Linked DNA regions of Mus musculus: region 2 is linked to region 1. The links are chromatin contacts, called in public HiChIP or PLAC-seq maps. All regions are on one chromosome and are shown on one strand. Each heading gives the region's core, a stretch centred on a gene start, on an enhancer-like site or on the middle of the called end of the contact. The rest is flanking DNA. Distances are from core to core; before and after follow the strand shown. Region 1 overlaps Gm36287 (a long non-coding RNA gene). Region 2 has its middle 25 kb from the start of Gm36723.

Region 1 (5,713 bases), core at 1,575-4,074:
TTGCTGAAACAGGGCTAGCATGAGGTGCTTGGCAAGTGTGTACTCACTGAGCACGAGTTGCCAAGTTTGCCCGGGGCTGATGACTTACGTACGAGTTTCAGTTTATTCCTCCAGTAGCCTACCAGAGGTGGATTTTTAAACTGATAAACACACCTGTGTTTAGCACAGAAAGAGAGTTCGCCCTGCTCCCTAGTACTGGTCCGGGAACAGTAAGCTTTATGGGCAAAGGAGCAAATTGACGTCTCCCAGGGAGTCGCTTCTGCTCCTGAGGAAGGAAGGCGCACTGTCTCGTTAAGCCCTTTGCTCCAGGAGGTAGTAGTATTATCCCCATTTTACAGACAAACAGACACACTGTAAGTCCGGTCTGTGGAGCGCCTATATGCCTTTGAGCCCAGGAAAGCACTGATGTTTATCCTAGAAACTAGGAAGGTTGGTTTGAGGAATGCTTAAAAATAGGCATTTTCCTATTATATTTTCCCACCCTTAGAACAGGTATTATGATGCAGTGGAGGGGGAAAAAAAAACACATGGTGACTCCGTTCCTAGCAAAATGTCATTTGTCCCCTTCACCCTGACATCAGCAAAGCCCACGAGGATAAAGACAGGCAGACAGAGACAGAAACGCCCCCCCCACCCCCCCACCCCCCACCACCCCCCACCCCCGTCACACTGGTTTCCTTTCCACACAGGCTGCAGCTCGGGTGGGTTTGGGGGTGCTGAGCTGCCTGCTGTAAAATCAAGGGCAAGCTGGAGAGCTGCATCTTCTCTTTGAAACAAGCCCTTGTTCTGACAGTATCTCATCCCCTGCTTCATGCTACAGACAGGACCATGCAAGGGAAGCTGGACTTGTGATACATCTGTGAGCAGGGTGCTTAGGCCCATCCAGGTTCGAGGAAGACTATTGCCACGGCCACCGCTCTTTCCCCCTTTCCCTTTCCCCCTCTCTCCCCTCCCCTCCCCCCACCCCCACCCCCCCACTCCGCCTCCCTTGCCCTATGTCTCCCTCCTCCCCTCCCCCCTACTCTCTTCTTCCTTCCCTTCCTCCAGGGCACCCGCAGGCCCCCAGGAGACCGGAGCATCCAGCAAAGCCGATCTCTGTGAAATGTTATCAGAGGAAACACTTGAGAACAAGTAGCTACACCTGCTGTCACCGGCTTCCTGGGCCCCCAACCTCCATGCAGGTGTCTCCCTGGGAAGAAAGGACTCATTCAGGCCTGTGGTTGGTAGCTTTTCAGCCAAGTTCCTCGGATATGGCAGAAAGGAAGGACATCGGGAGGTGGGAGCAGAGCCCTCCCAGGTGCCTCAGGCTCCGAGCAGGCCACCTAACGTCCCTTATGGTGGCCCTCGGAAAGCAGGATGCTCTGCAGCTCACGTGATCACGTGTGCCCTGGGTCACTAAGACTAGAACACTCCCAGGGCTTCATGGAGGCAGTGTGAGCCACAAACATAGTGTATGGCTCTGCAGAGAGAGAGAGAGAGAGCTGGTGAGCCCACTAAACCCCGTGAGTTCGCTTACCCCAGGGATATTCCACTGCTGTGGCATCCTCCCCCTCACCACCCCGACCTACACACAGCATTCCAGAAGACCCTGAGCCAGCAGGCTTCTTCATGTCTCTCTCCCTGGGACATCAGCCGAGCACCTGTCCGCCCACACGCAGGCGCCGCACCTGGCCACCTGGCCTGCAGAAAGCCTCTGGGGCCTTTTCCCACGGATTCTGACCAACTTCTGCCCCCACATCTCTCTGCCTCGTCACGCTTGGGCATCAACCTTTAATGGTCATTCTCCCCCAACCCCCCAAAAGACTTGACGTTCTCTCAGGCCCACAGCCTGGTTATTCATGCTTGTTAACATCGGCTAATTCTCGATAAATGCTCACCTGAGCAAGCCCCCTTAGATGCAGGTTCATCTCACTGCTACAGTAGGAGCCGAGGCTAGGAGGGAAAACTGTCTTCATGATGTCCAGAGCGTGTGAAACAGCAGGCCTGGCATTTCAAGTTCAGTTGAGTTCTGATCCACACATACACACACAATCTTCTTCGAGGTAGTAGACACCCCTTTGGGAACAATCAGGACAATGGTTGTTCAAGTATGCCATGGACCACGAAGCTCACAAATGGGGATTCGAAACTGCCTACAGTGAAAAGGACACACTGGGTGCTGGGATGTGTTTACCTCCTGTGTCCTTTCATCTGCATGGGACTCATGTCGGGCACGGGAGGGACCGGGAGGCAGGATGGTAAGCACAAATGAGGCTGCCGTCAAAGACTTGGAGGAAGCCGGGTGTTCAGAGCCCACCAAAGAGCACATGTGTTTGTTGACTTTTTAGCATGCCAGTGTCTGCTCCCAGTACAAGTAGCTAAAGTGTCACCATCCTGCCTTCCAACAGACTTCTCCAGACAGGACTGGCCTCGGAGGAAATAAGAGGTCATAAGGGAACACAAGAACCAGGAGTGGGGGATGGGCCTAGTTGCCAGTTGTGTGACCCTAGACAAGACTCTGAAGTCCCTGGGGCTGGGTGGCAAGGCCTTAGTGACCCCCTGCTAAGATATACATGAAGCCATTTGAGCATGGTCAGTCCATAGGATCCTCCTACCTGGGGGGGGGGGGGGTCAGGGGGGGCAGTGACCCTGTCTCCACAGTACAGCCAGCCCCTTGCCACATCAATGGCATCCTGGAGCCTGCGGCTTTGTACTGCTAATGCCCAGTGTGAGCAGACCTGCCTGCCACACAAGGCCCCATGAAGAGCTTCAATCAGCATGGGAGAGTATTCACAGCACAGAAAAGGGAAATGCTGACAAGCATAGCTTTTTGTTTCAGGGCCAGAAGTGGTATCTGGAGTTAACCATTCACCACATTCCGCTGCAGCCATGGGTAACCATGCAGAACCATCCCATCCTCCACCCGCTCTGCCCCACCCTTGCCTTCCTCTTAGTACCAGGAAGTCCTGCAAGGGACGTGGAGAGCCCCAGGTAGATATGTCCTAGTGATGACTGCAGGGCCAGAACACTGCATCCTGTTTGTATCTGGGGTCTCTAAGCAGCACACCTTACCTTATCACACATCTATTGTTTCCCTGCCCTCCCTTTAGTGTGTGTGTGTGTGTGTGTGTGTGTGTGTGTGTGTGTATGTGCATGTGAGTGTGTGTGTATGTGTGTCTGTGTCTCTGTATTTATGTGTGTGTCTCTGTGTGTGGTGTGTATGTGTGTATCTGTGTGGTGGTATGCATATGTATGTGTATATATATATGTGTCTATATGTGTATATGTGATGTGTGTATGTATGTGTGTGGTATGTGTATGCCTGTGTGTGTGCTGTGTATGTATATGTGTGCTGTGTATGTGTGTGTATCTGTGTGGTATGTGTGTGTATGTGTATGTATGTGTGTCTGTGTAAGTATGTATGTGTCTGTATGTTTGTCTGTGTATAGGTACCTCTATGTGTAAGTGTGTGTATGTATGTGTGTATGTGTGTATACCTGTATGTGTGTGTCTGTATGTGTGTGTATCTCTCTCTCTCTCTCTCTCTCTCTCTCTCTCTGTCTGTGTGTGTGTGTTTGTAGACTAGAAGTTGATATCAGATGTCTTCTCTACTGCTCTCCACATTATTTTTGAGACAGTCTTGTCACCAACTCTGTTGCTCACAACTGCCTAGCGTGATGATTGCCAGCATGCCCCAGTGATCCTCTTAGCTCTCTGCCTCTGTGGTGCTGGGATTACAGAAGGCCATACTCCCGGCTTTTCATGGGATCCTGGGGATCAGAACTTCGATCCTCTTGCTTCCTTGACAGGCACTTTACTGACTGAGCCATCTTTCCAGCCCCTGTTAATTAATGCTAACCAAGAACCCAGTGCAAAGGAGATGCTCCGTAAATGCTCACTGAGCAAACACCCTTAGCTGCTTTCCATCCCCACTGCAACAGACAGACAGACCACCAAGGCTGGGAAGAAGCCACCGAGCTTATAAGGCAGGTAACCACTGGAGCTCAGATGGTATTGCAGTGTGAAGTTCCAGGCTCATTGTGAGTGCTTGCCCTCTCTACATTCTCCTAAAAGACAGTGGTCATTGCCGGGGGAAATCGAGGCAAATGGGCTGGGCTTTGGTGTCCCATCCTAATAGAAGCATCTATGTTGGAGCTCTGGGTCGGGTACACTGGACACAGCTGTTTGTGCAGCACCCCACCCCCCTTCACTTGTGGTCACCAAACTCCCCCCACATCTCCCCTCCTCCTTGCTCCTTTGATCCTTATGAACTCTCAGAGAAAGTGCCCAGTGAAGGGCTCTTGAGGCCTCGCAAATCCAGGAACAAAGAGCTACTCCTCCGGAGAAGTACTTCTGAGACCTTAGACCATAAGTTGCTGTAGCCGGAGAGCCCCACTCTGGCTTATCACACACACTTCCTTATCCCACAATTGGGCAACCGGAACTTTTCAAAGCCACTTATCTGAGGGATATAGAACTGGGGCTAAAAGCTTCCAGTGTCAAATCAGAAACTGAAAAACATGGTCCCTTTCCATCATGGGCCTACCTAAAGGAGAATGTGTTCCTGAGTCAAACTTCTCTTGAAGAACTTCTCTTGGGCAAGCCTACTTTAGCCAGCAGCCTTCTGCTGTCCCATGTGCTGGGTTCCCTGGAATAGCCCACTTGTATTCTTCCTTAAGAGAGTTGGAAGGTATTCCCCAAGCTTCCTTTCAGTAAAGGTTTTGGATGATAATTAGCTTTCACAAAATCACTGTCTATATAAGGCAGTGGTCAAGTGGATGCTTTCTCTGTCTAGAATGCCTAACGGTGGCTGCCACTGTGTGACGGTACTCATCCTCCAGGTCTGAATGGTAGTGCAGATAGCATCAGTTCTCTAGAGACAAGGATTCAATGCCAACCCCTTCTCCACACCTGCCCTAGGCTGGAGGGCTTAGAATCAGTTCTCCCAAGGATGAGACTTAGACCCTTCCAGGTAGAGCAGTTCCCAAGGCCCAGCCTGTATCCTTCTCCTTCAGCCCCTCCATTGATTTTATAAATAAATCCCCTGCAGTAGAGACTTTGCTGACTAACATACCTAGAATGGTTTCTTTTTTCTTCCACAATGAGCTCTGCCTGCTACATCAACTCTAAGGTCATCAGATCCAGACAACTTGCTACATGAGAAACCTATGCATCTCTTTATTCAAACTCTTTCCTAGACTCTACAACTAGGTCTTACTCATAGCAGGGGGTGCTGATTCTCCTCTTCACTGGCTTCTCATCAGGGAATACCAAGGGCTAGGCTGTACCGGGGTGCCTCTTACATACAATAGACTCATCAAATTCACGGTACAGTTTGATCCTCTGTTGAGGAAGTTCTTAGGGGTCTACAAGCTAAAGTGTAGCCCAGCTTTGGTTGTCAAAAAACTGGGGTGACACTCTCCCTCTACAAAATCATGTGACATAACTTCAATGACAGAACAAGGCCAGAGACTTCTGCCCCTGATTCATAGAATAAGTCCTCAAGTCTAGCCAAGACATTTCCCTCCTCGGGGTCACTGCAGGTCACTCGCTGAGTCAGGAAAGAGGCAGAAACAGTGCTGACCAGGACAAGTAAAGAACCAGAACCTCTTTGAACGCTATCCAGATTTGCAGGGGTCCACAGGCCTCTCCCCACTGCCTACCGTGCATAGTGAGATCACCCTTGGAGCGGGGAGGGGGACGGCAATTACATGTCTCTCTGCTCTTCTGACTT
Region 2 (5,713 bases), core at 2,110-4,609, 110 kb before region 1:
TAGTAGGCTGCTAGCACGTGGCTCCTCTCCCTTCTCTCTTCATCCTAAGTCTGCTTGGGCTGAGCCACTTGTCACTGCTTCCAGAACAATTGTCACTGTGAATCCAGCCTTCCTGTTGCCGTTCATGACCCATCCATCGTCCTGCACAGAGTCCCTTGCCATGACATAAATGTTTCTGCTATCGGCCCTGAACCACAGTGATTTTCAACCTTTGTGCTTTGTGACCCCTTTGTGGGTTGAACAACGCTTTCACAGGGGTCACCCAGGACCATTGGAAAACACAGATATCTTAATTACATCTGCAACAGTAGCAAAATTACAGTTATGAAGTAGCAACAAAAATAATGTTACAGTTAGAGGTAGCACAACGTGAGGAACTGTATTAAAGGGTCGCAGCATTAGGAAGGTTGAGAACCCCTGCACTAGCCCCACCTTATAACCTTGCAATTACATGAATCAATCAATCCCATGCCTTAACTTGGGCCGTACAAAAGTGTCTCTGTGATCTATAATGGAAAGATCTTCATAAAACCTGTACAGAATTCACTCAGCTCCTGACAGGCCTATTAAGTTATGAGCCAAGGATCTTTTCCTGTGTCCTCCACTGGTTAAAGCTCAGTGCTTCCTGGAGGAATGAACACATGTTGGTTTGAGCTGGTGTGAGTGATAAGCAGGAGGATGGAAGCCTCAGGTCGTGACTGTGCAATAATTCACCCCACATCCACAGGGCAGGACCCACACTTGTTTCAAAGCGCTCCCTCAGAGAATTCTCTGTAACAGTGAGCAATACCATCTCTGGACCTGGTCCTTAGCCTGGAGGCGTCTCCCAGGTAGAACAGGCCCTAGGAAACTAATAGGATCAGATGAAACTCCCAGGAGGAGGACTGAAGCAGATGGCAATTTGCTAATAACCGCGCCAGCTGCCAGTCTTCGGAGAGTTGCCATGAGGCTGACTCCAAGCTGCAGTTAAACATCTCATTTCTGTGCCCTATTATAATCTTGGGAAAGAACCCTCAGCTCATGCGTCGTGTCTGTCAAGGGGGAGGGTGGGCGTGACAGTCATGGTTGTCATATGAGACACTGCCATCAGCTTATACAGCTTACTCATGTCCCCCAGTTGCGTGGCTCCTTCTTTGGCCCTGCATACACAACTCTATCAAATGTAGTGTCTTTCTCCCTAGTGATGATCCTAACGATGGGGCGGAGTCTTCAGCCTATGGTACTAGCCCTACGTGGCATATCTCTGCATCATTCTGCCCTAATGAACATTCAGACCCTGTCTCTGACCTTAAGTGGAAAATATGACCAAGCAGTCATTTTAGATGGGCTTTGCATCTGGGGCAATCATGGTCCAGTCTAAATGCTAAGCCACTGCCAACAATGGGCAGAGTTGAAGGTGTTCAGCTCACCCGCCAAAGACCAAACCTAGGGAGATCTACAAGCCTCAGTATTCCCTAGTCCTTGCTGGGGACCAGATCTAACCAAACTAGCGGCTGCAGAGGCAGTGCACATCTGCCACCCCAGAGAAGGACCCTGTAGCTGAAAGTATTTCTCTCAATACCATCTATGCAGAGTGAAACTTTATCAGCTTGACCAGAAGTAGCTTAATTGCTACTACATGCTCAAAAGAAAATAACATTGTAAAACTGTGTAAGGAGAAGGCAAACAAAGGAGATGGCTTAGCATGGAAGTGGGGACCCTCCGAGCAAGCTGGCTAGCCAGACTAGGCAAGTCTGAGAGATTTGGATTTAGATCCGACACTGCCTCAATACATAAGGTGGAAAGCATGGAGGAAAATAGCCAATATCATCAACCTTTGGCACATTGTGTGGGCACACACAGATTCACATGTGCCCACACACATGTGAAACACACACACACACACACACACACACACACACACACACACACACACCTGGGCAAAAATCTAGGGAGAAAGAGCATTACCAATGTAGCTAACTAGCAAGAGTTGCTGTTTCCATCACGATCATACCATTTCTCAGGCAGCTATAATTGGATCTGGACTCTTTCACCAGAGGCCATGTTTTAACATCTTTATTTTCAGTGGATGACACTCTGAGGGAAGTTTAAAACCTTCAGAAGTTTTCCTCTACGAAGAAATTAGGTCATCATAGGTGTGTCCTGGATGAGGATATTGAGTCTCTAGTCTGCTTCCTGTCCACCATGAAATAGCCAGCATATTGCACCATGTGCCCCTGCTTCAGCACAGTTATGTACAGTCCTCCACACCAAAACAGACCTTCCTTCTGATAACTTAACACAAGAATCTTTTTCACAGTGATAAAGGCAGAACCAGCACACTAACTCTTAAAATGTATAATTTATTGAGATTTTCCTATTCTCAACAGATTTCAACTTCCATATTTAACTACATATTATTAATTTTATACTTTTAAAGAAAATTATACAATCTTTAAACCCCCAAAGCACCCCAGAGATCTACCCTTAACTTTGAGAAATTCTGATATCAAAAACAAATCCCCATCATAGAAGAGAATTCCTCTTGAGTGACAGAGGACAAATCCTCATTTTTCATGAATGGAAAGTTACTTTGGAATTAAAACAAATACTAAAATAGTATTAAAACAAATTAATAAATTAAAACAAGTCTAAAATAGAGTTTAGTCTACTAAGGCTTACAAAGGTATGGAATACTGGCCTGTGGAATATACTGGAATCTACTTCTGTGGTTATTAGCAGGTAAAAGCTAAATCTCTGTAGATGAAATCTCTGTAGATGATTGGGTATAGGAGGGAAGGTAGATGACTCTAAGGGATGAATCCTGAGGACAGTGACCCTCGTCCAGTCCGGACCCACACCTTGACTGCTGATGGTGGCTCTGGCTCCATAGCTGGGACTGTTAGTTTTACTTGTTGACTTGACACAATGTAGAGTCTCAGTGAGAGAGTGACTAGATCAGGTTAGCCCATGGGCATGTTATGGAGTATTGTCTCGATTGCCTTAATTGATAAGAAAGTGGGTAGCCCCTCCCCAAGTCCAGGCCTTGGACTATAGAAGAGTAGAGAAAGCCAACAGTGTACTAAGCAGGCCTTTCCTCTCTGCTCTTGACTCTGGATCTGACAGAAGCTTCAAGTTCCTCACCTTGTGACTTCCCCACATCGATGGACTAGCAGACTGTAAGCTAAAATGAACCCTTTCTCCCATAGGTTGCTTTCTGTAAAGATATCTTATCACAGAAACAGAAATGAAACTCGGACAATGGACTCCCACCAAAAGTCCTTGGAGAGGGAAATCTCTAAGCAGCTCCCTGCCCAGCTCCACCAAGCTCCTCCCAGTTCCACCCAGCTCCAGTGTCATGCTCTGGTTTCTGCCAACAATCACTGATATGTCCGTCTGCTGCCCAGTCTCACATCCCCATTTCTGTCAACATCCTCTCAGCCTTCAAGTCTAGCACCACCAGGCCTCCACCGATAAACTGGACCACTTCCCACTCTGAATGTCAGAGGCTAATCTGTGGCTTGTTGGTCCCTCTCTCACTTGCTTGAGAGACCTCCTTCCTCCTACTCCACCAGGTTCATCTTGACTTTCATCTGAGGCCAAACCTAGCTGCCACCACCTCCTCCTCCTCCTCCTCTTCCTCCTCATCTCCCTCTTCCTCCTCTTTCTCCTCCTTCTCAATTCCTCATCTGGGTTCTTCTTGGACCACCACCAGTCCTACACAGAATCAAGGCCTCACTTATTTACTTCCTCTCCTGCTTCAGACATATTCCCCAAAATACGGATGCCAAAGACAGCTGGAAGTCAGTCTGGCTAGTACTGAGTTTGCTGGTGAGACATCTCAGAGGAAGGTTAGCATATGTCAGGTTAGATTGTTTGTAAGAGTCCTGCACATATCCACGTGTGCCTTGGGAAGAGGTTTGATTGCATTCCCCAGACATTAGAGCTATGTCACAAACTCTGTGGGAGGAACTCCCAGAAATCCACCTGCTGCAAAATCTCACAGCACACAGATGAACAGAGCCATTAGCTCAAGCAACAAGCAGATGCCCAGAGTGTGGTTCAAAAGATGCCAGGAAGCCACTGTGCAACCTCTCCTCTCCGGGATGGTACAGAGATTTAAAAAAGAAAGGAAAAAACCTTCATCACTAAATAAATAACAGGGTCAAGGTAGACCCAGAGTCTCCACCTCTGGTTTCCTCTGATCCTGCATGGCCCACACCCAAATGCAGGTAAAAGGTGACCCATGCCACATGTCATGGAGGAGAGAGCTGGGACTCTGGTGCTTGGCTTTCCTTATTTCCTCCTTTCCCCATTTCCTGCCCCACTCTCCCCAGGAATCATTCCACACAGCAGCCTTTACCCACTCTGTGCTAGGCTTTGGGGAAGGGAGCTGTAGAGGGAGGGAGACTGCTTGTCAAAGCCCAGAGGAAGGGGACATCAGAGCCACTGGCTATGCCCAGCACCCAGAGGCTGGAGTGGCTCAGGCTGTGGGAATTAAAAGACAGAAAATAGATGATTTGTAAGCCTTTCTGTATGCAGGGCAGGACTGACATTTCTGCTTCACACCTATGCTTTTCCCTCCAGCAATTCCTACAAGACCCAGCCAAACACTTTATTACAATCTTCAAACATTCACTGGGTGAACTTTCAGCCCACCACAATGATTGCTGAATCACAAGGTTATGGAATCCTTTTAACAATTGAATAAATACCCATTTAAAATGAGATCATGAAAAATCACCCAGTGTTTGCAATCAGCTCTGCCATCATTTTGGAGGATATGAAATGAGTATTTACAAAACCCTCTCAGAAAATATACTATTGAATAAATGTGAGCACTCCTTGGAGATTTACAAATCAATAGTGTGTGCCCTCTCTTCCCCTCCCCCTACTAAAGAAATTTAATAATTATGTCGCTGCTAAAGGCAAACTCTTCAGTGTGCCGTCTGGCCACTGAAATTCAATCAAGACGCACTCAGAGTCACCTGCTCCCCTTTGGAAGGTCTATTGCATTTCCCCCTCCATAATGAGCAGAAGTGTAAATGCAAGAGAGAAAAAAAATGTCGAGGAGGCAGTTATGAGAAGTTCCTCATCTGGGTTCCTCAGGTAAGCAGATTAAAGGGACCATCTCTCTTCCAGAGGTCAAGATTAATCCAATAAGCCCCAATCGAATAGGACATGGAGACATCAGAGATGCTGATGCGAGAGAAACAAAAGAAGGGAACCCAAAGTACCAGAAAGTGACATGATGCTGAAGGTAGACTGTACAGCATTTGTTAGATGCGGGGTCCGTATCTGTATCTCCTGAGCAGCCCTCTGCTGTAGTGTAGGTTCACTCTGCATATGATAATGTTCTTCCTGGAACCTTACAGAGGCTGCAGATGCTTCCCAGAGCTCTACCGTGCGTATAGTTATAAGAGACTATTATTGCTTTCTAATAATGCTATTTTAAGATTTTGCTTTTATTACTTTTAACAATAAGTATGTGCATGGGTACATGTGCATGAGAGCAAGTGCCACAGTTGTTGTGGGATCCTTCAAGAGCTGGAAATACAGGCAGTTGTAAGCCACTTGACACGTGCTAGGAATAGAACTCAGGTCCTCTGTGAGTGTTCTCCTGAGCCATCTCTACAGCTCCATAATGCTATTTTTAATTCCCATTAATTAATCATCTCCATCTTTTCAAAGTTCCAACTACACAGAGAGAGTGTTCCTGAAAATTTTATCATGA

What was found. HiChIP or PLAC-seq counts read pairs in DNA pulled down with a chosen protein or histone mark.
Region 2: a contact with region 1 is called in an H3K27ac HiChIP or PLAC-seq map of microglia, with 4 times the contacts expected there. The contact joins two enhancer-like sites. A contact is called at or near these places in 1 of 15 datasets of contacts at CTCF or cohesin (the NIH/3T3 cell line), 4 of 484 Hi-C or Micro-C datasets (the G1E-ER4 cell line, bone marrow-derived macrophages, megakaryocyte progenitors and 1 more), 3 of 115 datasets of contacts at active chromatin or transcription factors (effector CD8 T cells, microglia and neural progenitor cells) and 1 of 9 other capture datasets (embryonic stem cells).

What each region holds. Positions count from the first base shown.
Region 1 is chr12:25,214,087-25,219,799 of GRCm38.p6, reverse strand. Gm36287 (a long non-coding RNA gene) reads right to left here. Exons shown (of 9, transcript XR_003950180.1): 7 at 1,878-2,055. Among named protein-coding and RNA genes, the nearest start is that of Gm36441, 7.3 kb to the right of the region's middle. Within about 2 kb of position 2,824, at least 93 of the 459 cell types and tissues checked have an H3K27ac peak or open chromatin away from gene starts, as enhancers often do. A contact at or near this core is called in bone marrow-derived macrophages and microglia, where this site is marked.
Region 2 is chr12:25,327,872-25,333,584 of GRCm38.p6, reverse strand. No RefSeq gene overlaps it. Among named protein-coding and RNA genes, the nearest start is that of Gm36723, 25 kb to the left of the region's middle. Within about 2 kb of position 3,359, at least 42 of the 459 cell types and tissues checked have an H3K27ac peak or open chromatin away from gene starts, as enhancers often do. A contact at or near this core is called in bone marrow-derived macrophages and microglia, where this site is marked.